Linked DNA regions of Zea mays: all the other regions are linked to region 2. A link is a contact called in public Hi-C data. All regions are on one chromosome and are shown on one strand. Each heading gives the region's core, a stretch centred on a gene start, on an enhancer-like site or on the middle of the called end of the contact. The rest is flanking DNA. Distances are from core to core; before and after follow the strand shown. Region 1 overlaps LOC103653786 (a long non-coding RNA gene). Region 2 holds the start of LOC103653783 (putative RING zinc finger and VWF domain family protein). Region 3 holds the start of LOC100216871.

Region 1 (2,824 bases), core at 3-2,502, 300 kb after region 2:
CCCGAGCGCAAGCAAACTTTGAGATCGCGCCGAAAGCATGCCATCCCTGGAATCCTTCAGTTGGGAGTAACATTTAGTTCCACTCTGTGGTTTTTGCTCTCTAAATATATTGCTTGTCATACATATGTTTGCGATCTCATAGATTTGGATTTTGAGCAGTACCAGTTTATTATTTTTGTTAATGCAAGCCTTGAAGCGTATCAAACTCTATGAACTGGTATGATTTGGAAGATAGGAACTGTAACTTCTATGTTGCAAATAATCTATGAGGTGTGAGCTGCTAGAGGTAAAACTTGCTGAAATAGTTATGATCTGAAATAGTCATGTATCTTGTGATATTAACAATTCCTCATAGTATTTGACTATTTGTATTGTAGCAACTGCTCCTTTTGCTTCGTGTAGTACTAAATTTACTGTTGCTTGTTTAAAAGAAAAAATTTAGGTTCCATTTGCAATAGTGGATATGTTTTCACTGTCTGATGAATGCTGTTGAGATATTTGGTTTTTCTTTTGTCAAACTCCAATTAATATATTTTCCTTGTATTGTATGAATTGCGATGTTCAGAAGCACAAAGATATTAGTAAAGCCGAGAAGGACATCGTTCTCAGGTATGTTCTTATGTTTACTTTACATTCAAGAAGGACATTCTATTTGAAGCTCAACTTATCGTGTAAATTGGTTTCAAAGCTCAACAAGTATTGTGATGCTTGGTATTTTTGTTCTTCACACCCCCTTCGCCAAGGCCATCAATGGCGCCGCGCTGCACCTCTTCAGCTTCGCCGAGGCCATCAACATCGGTCGCCCACCTAGAAACTCTTTAAGATCATAGACCTCCACGATAGGCTCTCGAAGTCTCGGACCTCCTATCCGACGTCTTTGGCTATACCTAGCCTCAACATCGAGATGACGATGTGAGGACTCTAGGTCAATGTCTCTAGCGTTGTCCTATCATGAAAAGCAAATTATCACGAAATGTTTTTATGGATTTTATCTTCATTAATAAAGATAAAATTATAGTTATGTAAACATTCTTAACCTTTAAAAAGATGCTAACAAAAACATTGAATGATAATTAATGCTTCTGCATCTCAATATATCTTATTATAGCATGTTTACTCCGTAGCAACGCACGGGCACACATCTAGTTAATGATTAATAACAACTGACCGCTGGGCTCTAACCAGCCCACCTCGCCCGTCGGCCCCAAAGGAACGGTCGGGCCCGGCTCGGCCTCGCCAACCCAGCACGTCAGGCCTTGGAACAAATTGACCGTGCGATTGCCGCGTCGCGGTCCAATACGCGCTCGGCCTTCTGACGTACGGCCCACGTCCTCGCTTCCGCGTTCGAACCGGAACCGAAATCAAAGTCCCTGCCGCCAAGCCATAAAAGCCAGCGTGCCGGTCAAACGATCAAGAAGACGCCGGACTTGTTCTCGCTGACGCCGCGCAGATCGACCACGAGCATCTGCCGAGACTGTAGCGGAGGAGGCATTCCTCGCAGCAAAATGATGTTGTGAGAGTCGCCCCTGGACTGTACGCCTCCTCCGCCTTGGGCACTAGCCCGCCAACCAGAAGCGCGGGGAGGAGGACGTGGTCAGGGTCATATCGGCGACGCCGCCAGTGACGGAGGCAAGGGGACCCGTGAAGCCCGTCGACGCGTCGTTCGGTTGCTTGCATTGCCTCCAGACCGTCGTGTTCCGCATCGACTGACCTTATCGGTCTTTAGGACCAGTGCCGGAAACATGGCTGGGTTTTTTTTTCACCACGGTTCAAAAACATGAGTCTAAAGTACGACCCGATATAAAATAATATGTGTCTGACAGCACGGCTTGAGGACGGGCCTACGGCGGGTCTTAAATTTCGTTCCGTCGGGCTCCTCGTATGACCCACACACATGTGTCGGTCTTAAACGTTACCGTTCAATGAAGTTTATATTGTTTAATTTCTTTAATTTAGTAAGCTATAAACTTTATATTGTTATAATATTTAGACTCTACGTGGTCAAATGATACTAGCATTATTTAATATCTTTAGTTTAATAAATTATAAACTTTATATGGTTGTAATATCTTAATTTTATGTGGTTTAAATATATTGGTCGGGCTTAGGTCGGCACGGTCCAACGAAGTCACGACGTGCTTTAGAGCCGAATTAGGCTACTGTTTCTACTATTTGGACTAGCATGGCACGACCTAAAAGTCTTTTAGGCCTTCTTGGCCAAGCCCGTTTGCCCCGAAGAACGATGGGCTTGGGACGTCCGGCCCGACCCAATTACTAGCACTAGTTGTTGTCTCAGCAACGTTCTTTAAATTTCGCTCCTAAAGAAATATTCTCTATATGATCTATATCTTCTCCATCAACGTACTCTAAATTTGGTTTCTCTATTGCTATAGTGTTGACATAATTCATATCCAACATTATTTATTCCTTGGTTTTCATATATCATCTTGTCATGCAAAACTATGTTTGAATTTTAAAATTTGAATTATTTAAAATATCTCGGATGGAAAAACCACCAGTAGGTCTTGAAATATAATAAAACTTTATAATTGACAATTTTTTGATTTTAAATCATCTTATCATTAAAATTCATGTGAAGTTTTCAAATTTAAAATTCAAATTTTGTAAACGGTCTCGGATGTAGAAACTATCAAAATAGAACTTGTAGATCTTGAGAAGTTATGCAAGTTTATAGTTGATCACATTTTCAAATGAATTCATTTAGTGTCTCAAATAATCAAATTACCCTCAGTTTGTTATAATACACGAGAAATGAAAACGTAATATAGACACAATTGATGTATTAGTATAGTGGTAGAGTAGG
Region 2 (2,905 bases), core at 227-2,726:
AGAGAGAGAGAGAGAGAGAGAGAGAGAGAGAGAGAGAGAGAGAGAGAGATTAGTAAAGGGGTGAAGATGATACACGTGAACACAATGGGAGGTTGGCAGGTTGGTGGTCAGCAAACGAGCCAACTTTCCCTTTCGGGGAGGAGCAAGTTGAGGCAATGGAACAAAGAAGCTTGCATTAAGCTATGCATATCACACAGCACAAAGCAAGAGGAATTGTCCCGTCTCAAAGCGCCTCGGAAAGACCGAAGGACATCTAGGCAAAACTAGCAAACTGACCGCGAAATCCCAACAAAATCTCTGAAATTGAGTCTGAGAAGACAGAAAATTAAGGGATTCCTTGAATCCGTGCATTGGAAGAGAGAACAAAGTTATATGAGAAAATAGCATGGATCGGAATATTCGCAATAGAAAGTGGCATCATCTTGTAAAGGTGCATGTATTTTCGATGTGGTCTCGTGAAAAAAAAAATTGGAACAGTTAAACCAGGCTATTGCCATGAACAGATTAGATGCTCCAGCAAGCAAATCCGCGGGAACAGTACGAGATAATTTCGACTCAAGGACAAGGTAACAAATGACAAATAATCCCCACTAGCATGCGCAGCTTAAGACAAAAACACGGCATTACAAAAATCAGATGCATCCAAGAACGCTGGACGCGGGTAAGAGCATCCAAACCGAGCCCGCCCATCAAATCATGCAAAAATTACCGACCATGAGAACACCGCATCTGGAGACAAATCGTTCACAGGCGATGAGGTGAAGCCATGAAGCCACATTGCTCCAAACAATACCCAGCTTTCCAACTAAAAAATCCAGGCGGTCGGCTAGCCGGTCTCTCACACCTTCGACATTCCACATCTAGGCTGCGATCCCCACGACCCCCCTCGCGCGACAAGTTGCCAGCAAACCAAAAGCAAATCTAATTATCTAAAGTCGAAAACGACGGGACAGACTAGCGCGGGGAAGGGTGGAAATGGGCCTCACATTGGTGGACTTGCCTCCGGACTTGGACCTCCGCAGCGCGCCGGCCTCCGGCGGCGCCGGCGCGTTGGGCGTCGATGCGTGCGCCGCCGCGGTAGTGTCGAGGGAGAGCGCATCCGAGGCGCGGCGCTCGCTGGCGCCGTCCTCGCGGTCGCCGGCGACGGCGGGGTGGTGCACGCAGAGGCTGGAGCCCAGCGCCCTCTTGGCCTTCCTCCACGCCGCCTCCATTGTTCGCCCCCCAGCACTCTCGCGGCCGCAGAACCTTCGGTTGGTGGAAGAATGAGAGCAGCACTACGAGAGGAAGATTGCGGGGGAGATGGAGAGGAGAAGGAGAAGTGGGGGAAGCGGAGCCGCCATTGCAGAGCGGTGGCTGCGGTGGGTTGGGCTGGGTTGCGGCGGGGTGCGCTTTTGTTTCACCTCGGTGGCTCGGTGCAGCGAGAGAGACAGGCCCAGCGGAGGTGGCCAGGTTGGGTTTGGCTATTGCCAATAAGGATGAAAACGGAACAGTTACCATCCGAGACGACACGAGTAGTTAAAATTTGAGAGAGATATAAAATGGACCACGTAATAATTCAGACGAATAAGAAACCGATAATGTATATTACTCACTATGATGTTTTATTACAACGGTCTTCAAAATATAATTTTAACCAATATTTTTGTTAAAATACAAATTAACTCTTAATATATTTATACATTTATAAAAATACATGTTAAGACAATCATAGCATATAAACATTAGGTTTCAAAATTAAATAATAAAATAGTTATTTGTAGTCAAAATTTTGTAAATTTAACTTAAATCTTGTCCAAAACGACAACTAATAGTACACCGGAGGGAGTACTCGGGTAGATATCGGATAGTTGTCGGGTGATTTGTCCCGATAATATTAATTGTTGAATCATCTGTTGAACACCAAAAGTGGCGGGTTGTCCGGCCTTAGACCAACTCCAGCAGACTCCCTCTCCGTATCCGTATTTAGCACGGCCAACAGTTTCTCTCTCCTCTCCGTATCCGTCCCCGTTTCCAGCAGACTCCGTATTTGCACTCCGCATGCAGTCTATGACAGCTGGGGCCCGCGAGCAGGAGGTGGCGCATGCAGTCTTCTGCGGAGAGGAGAGAGAAACCGTGGAAAAGGGGAGTGCAGGTACACGGCGTCTGTTTTGCGGAGACGGATGCGGAGGCTGCTGGAGAGCGAAATAGTGACTCAGAGCGTGTATAATGCGGATGCGGAGTGGGATGGGGAGTGTTGCTGGAGTTGGTCTTAGGGCTCGGACGGTCCGCGCCCCCGCTATCAGATTAACTCGGGCGATTAATCCTTATCCCGTGCATGGTTATCCATCTAATCACGTGTCATTTGTTAGCTATCACCTAGGAACGAGTCCAAATCTCCCGCTATATATGAAGGGGAACGGTCGATTGAAAACCCCCCAAACGTATTATAATCAAATCAAATACTTTCTTTATCATTATTGTGGAGTAGATGTAGCATATTTTAGTTATATCTTTCCGCATATCCACCTCCACCCCTATTCGACTCTACGTCGTTTAGATCCGTCTTTGGTGGTCTGCTGACCCCAAGACGACCCTAAGATCTTACCCCTCCCGGGGGGTAAGATCTAGTTGTCTATTCAAAATACACTACCTCTGTAGGATCTAGGATACCGGCTAGTGTTGGAGACTTATTCTCAAAAGCTAAGAGTCAAGAACAAGGCAACACAAAATATTAAATGTTAATGTCCTTCGTCTTTCGAAGCATTATTTTCCTTAGGATATAATGATCTTCGGACGAAGGACATGAAGGACGTACCTTCATCATCACGGTTATAGGAAAATGAAAGATGAAACATATATAAAACATGAAAGATGAACACAAATAAGCACATCATAATATCATTCATATATTATCATTATACAAACT
Region 3 (2,796 bases), core at 151-2,650, 320 kb after region 2:
AAGCTACATTTCTTCCTAGACTAACATGCTTGCATTTCCTAAAGGTTTGACAAGAGGATAACTGATGAGTTCCATGCCATGGTTAACTATTTCTTCAAGTGTGCAAGTGCGTCTATCGACTGTATGGTTCTTTGGTTTTTGTTGTTCGCTGAGGTGCAAAGTAGGAAGAAAATGTGGCCCTAACCTTGCAAGCGGGGAATGTATCGTTTTTTGGTGCAACTGAAATATGTGGTGTTATTTTTTGTGCACTAACAATTTGTTGAATATTTTGTATACCGTTGCAACGCACGGGCATCTACCTAGTAGATGATTAAATGAGCTGTGACTGACGGGTTGGCCAAAGCATGGCTCATTTAATAGTGTCGGGCTGGACTCGGCATGAAAGTCGTGCCGTGTTTGGGCCGCTGACTTGACCCGTAGTGCTGACCCGGACCGACACGATTATATTTTTATTTTGCAAAACTTAGTGTGTATATATATATATATTATATTTTATATTTAGTATTTACAACCAACACACTAGAGTTTTACTTGTTAGCCTCCTTCATGTAGTGTTTTTCAGCCTTGGACCAGGAGGTTGTGAGTTTGAATCCCCCTTTCGCACGTTTTTTTTGCTATTTTTCTGATTTAATCAGACAACGTGGATAGATTAACGGACCGATCCGGCCCGGCACGGCTACCAGGTCGACGTGCCGTGTCTGGGCTGCGGCACGCGGGTAAAATCATCACGTGGCATGCCGGTATGTCTGGTGAATGAAGCATGGCCACACTCTCACCACAACCCACAGAGTAATACTACATGCGTTGACTTTTAAAAAAAACTGTAACCACTTGTCTTATTCAAAATATTTATTTGAAAATATAAAATTTTAAGTCACGTTCAAACGACCTTGAGTGATAAAACGAACCACAACAAAATAAGTGAGTTAAATAATAACTCACGATATTTTCTGATCAGTTCAAGAGTGGACTTTGTGTGAAAGTGTTGACTCAGACTGCTACGGTAACAAAGCTGAACTCAGAAGAGTACAGAGAGGAGCACATTTTCAATGGCGTTTTTGTTCAGGAGCTGGACATCTGTATCTGCAATCTTCGTAGTGTCGAAAAAGGCGTGAAGAGGAGAGGAAAGGCCACCTTGGTAGGCGGCGACGTGGCGTGCGCCTGATAACTGGCGTGATGAAACCGAAAGCCTCAGACTCGTTCTTTCCTGGTCTAGTCTAGACTCTTAACTCTAGAGAATGGAGTCGGCGGATCTCCTACGGTTGGGCGTTGAGGCGTTTAACTCCTACAGCAGGATTCGACACAACCACGCAACTGCACGAGATATTTTGAGCTCTGGTGGTTGGATTTTAAGGAACAAGGACATTATGTAGACGTCGTCAAGATCAAACATGGTTGAACTTGAACAGCACGCAAGAATGGAGGCGGAAAGAGCTGGAGCGTGTCTCCCCCTCCCCTACCAGGCGACCAAATCCATGTGCGTGCTGCTCCTCGCTGCTGCTTCCATGCTGAGCAGCAGCCATACCACCACCGCCGCCGCACATGGTGCTGCTTCTGCTACTGCCTCTCCTCCACCAGCGGCGTTGCTGATCGCCACGGCCGACGACCAGCAGGCTCTGCTCGCCTTCAAGGACCTCGTCACCGGCGACCCTCACGGGGTGCTGACCTCATGGACCGCCGCTGGCAACACGACCGCCGGCGTCTGCAGCTGGAGAGGCGTGGGGTGCCGCTCCCGCCGGCGGCGCCCTGGCCGCGTCACCTCGCTGGAGCTGGCGTCCGCCAACCTGACCTTCACCGTCTCGCCTTTCCTCGCCAACCTGACGTTCCTCGGCACGCTCAACCTCTCGCACAACTTCCTGTCGGGCAACATCCCCCGGGAGCTCGGCTTCTTGCCCCGCCTCTCGTACCTGGACCTCCGGCACAACTCCCTGCAGGGCGTGGTTCCAGGATCCCTCGCCGGCGCCTCCAGGCTCCTGGTCCTGCAGCTGGAGTACAACAGCCTCGTGGGCGAGATCCCAGCCAACCTGAGCCACCTGCAGAGGCTGGAGGTCCTGGACGTCGGCTCCAACCAGCTCTCCGGTGCGATCCCGCAGTCGCTCGGCTCGCTCTCGAGGCTCACGTACCTGGGGCTGTACCTGAACAATCTCTCAGGAAGTGTTCCGGCGTCTCTCGGTAACCTCTCATCGCTCGTCGACTTGTTTGCTGACACTAACAGACTCAGTGGCCAAATACCAGACTCTCTAGGACGGCTGACAAGGCTCAGGCGCTCAGCTCCCTTGATTTAGCCTACAACCATCTCAGCGGCACAATCCCAGCAAGCCTGTTCAACATCTCATCAGTTGCCACCTTCGAATTGTCCGGCAACAAGGCTCTTTCAGGCGTTCTCCCGTCTGATATCGGTGCCACCCTCCCAAACCTCCAGAACCTGATCCTCAACGACTGCCAGCTGCGCGGCCGAATCCCCCGATCCATAGGGAACGCGTCGCTGCTCAGGTACATACAGCTCGGCGACAACCAGCTTGAAGGGGCCCTGCCGCTGGAAGTAGGCAGCCTGAAGGATCTCGAGGTGCTAACAGTGGAGAGCAACCGGCTGGAGGACGAGTGGTGGGGAAGTGATGACTGGGACTTGATCGCCTCCTTGTCCAACTGCAGCAAGCTGTTCTACCTGTCCCTTGACTCCAACAGCTTCCGAGGCGTGCTCCCGCCTTCCATCGTCAACCTCTCCAGCACGATGCAGAAGCTTCATCTATCACACAACGGATTCCACGGAGCGATTCCTACGGATATCCGGAAGCT

Evidence for each region. Hi-C and Micro-C count contacts between places; a contact is called where the count stands out from the background.
Region 1: a Hi-C map of ear shows a contact between it and region 2, with 2.3 times the contacts expected there. The contact joins the enhancer-like site here to the promoter of LOC103653783 in region 2. A contact is called at or near these places in 2 of 25 Hi-C or Micro-C datasets (ear and tassel).
Region 3: a Hi-C map of leaf shows a contact between it and region 2, with 5 times the contacts expected there. The contact joins the promoter of LOC100216871 here to the promoter of LOC103653783 in region 2. A contact is called at or near these places in 2 of 25 Hi-C or Micro-C datasets (both in leaf) and 1 of 3 datasets of contacts at active chromatin or transcription factors (leaf).

What each region holds. Positions count from the first base shown.
Region 1 is chr4:146,513,654-146,516,477 of Zm-B73-REFERENCE-NAM-5.0, forward strand. It overlaps LOC103653786 (a long non-coding RNA gene), which reads left to right. Exons shown (of 10, transcript XR_002750540.1): 9 at 1-609; 10 at 744-1,021. Among protein-coding and RNA genes, the nearest start is that of LOC103653786, 7.4 kb to the left of the region's middle. Within about 2 kb of position 1,253, at least 18 of the 20 cell types and tissues checked have an H3K27ac peak or open chromatin away from gene starts, as enhancers often do. A contact at or near this core is called in ear and tassel, where this site is marked.
Region 2 is chr4:146,208,723-146,211,627 of Zm-B73-REFERENCE-NAM-5.0, forward strand. It overlaps LOC103653783 (putative RING zinc finger and VWF domain family protein), which reads right to left and starts at 1,477. Exons shown (of 2, transcript XM_008680585.3): 1 at 987-1,477. The coding sequence starts at 1,211.
Region 3 is chr4:146,533,360-146,536,155 of Zm-B73-REFERENCE-NAM-5.0, forward strand. It overlaps LOC100216871, which reads left to right and starts at 1,401. Exons shown (of 2, transcript NM_001143260.1): 1 at 1,401-2,172. The coding sequence starts at 1,419.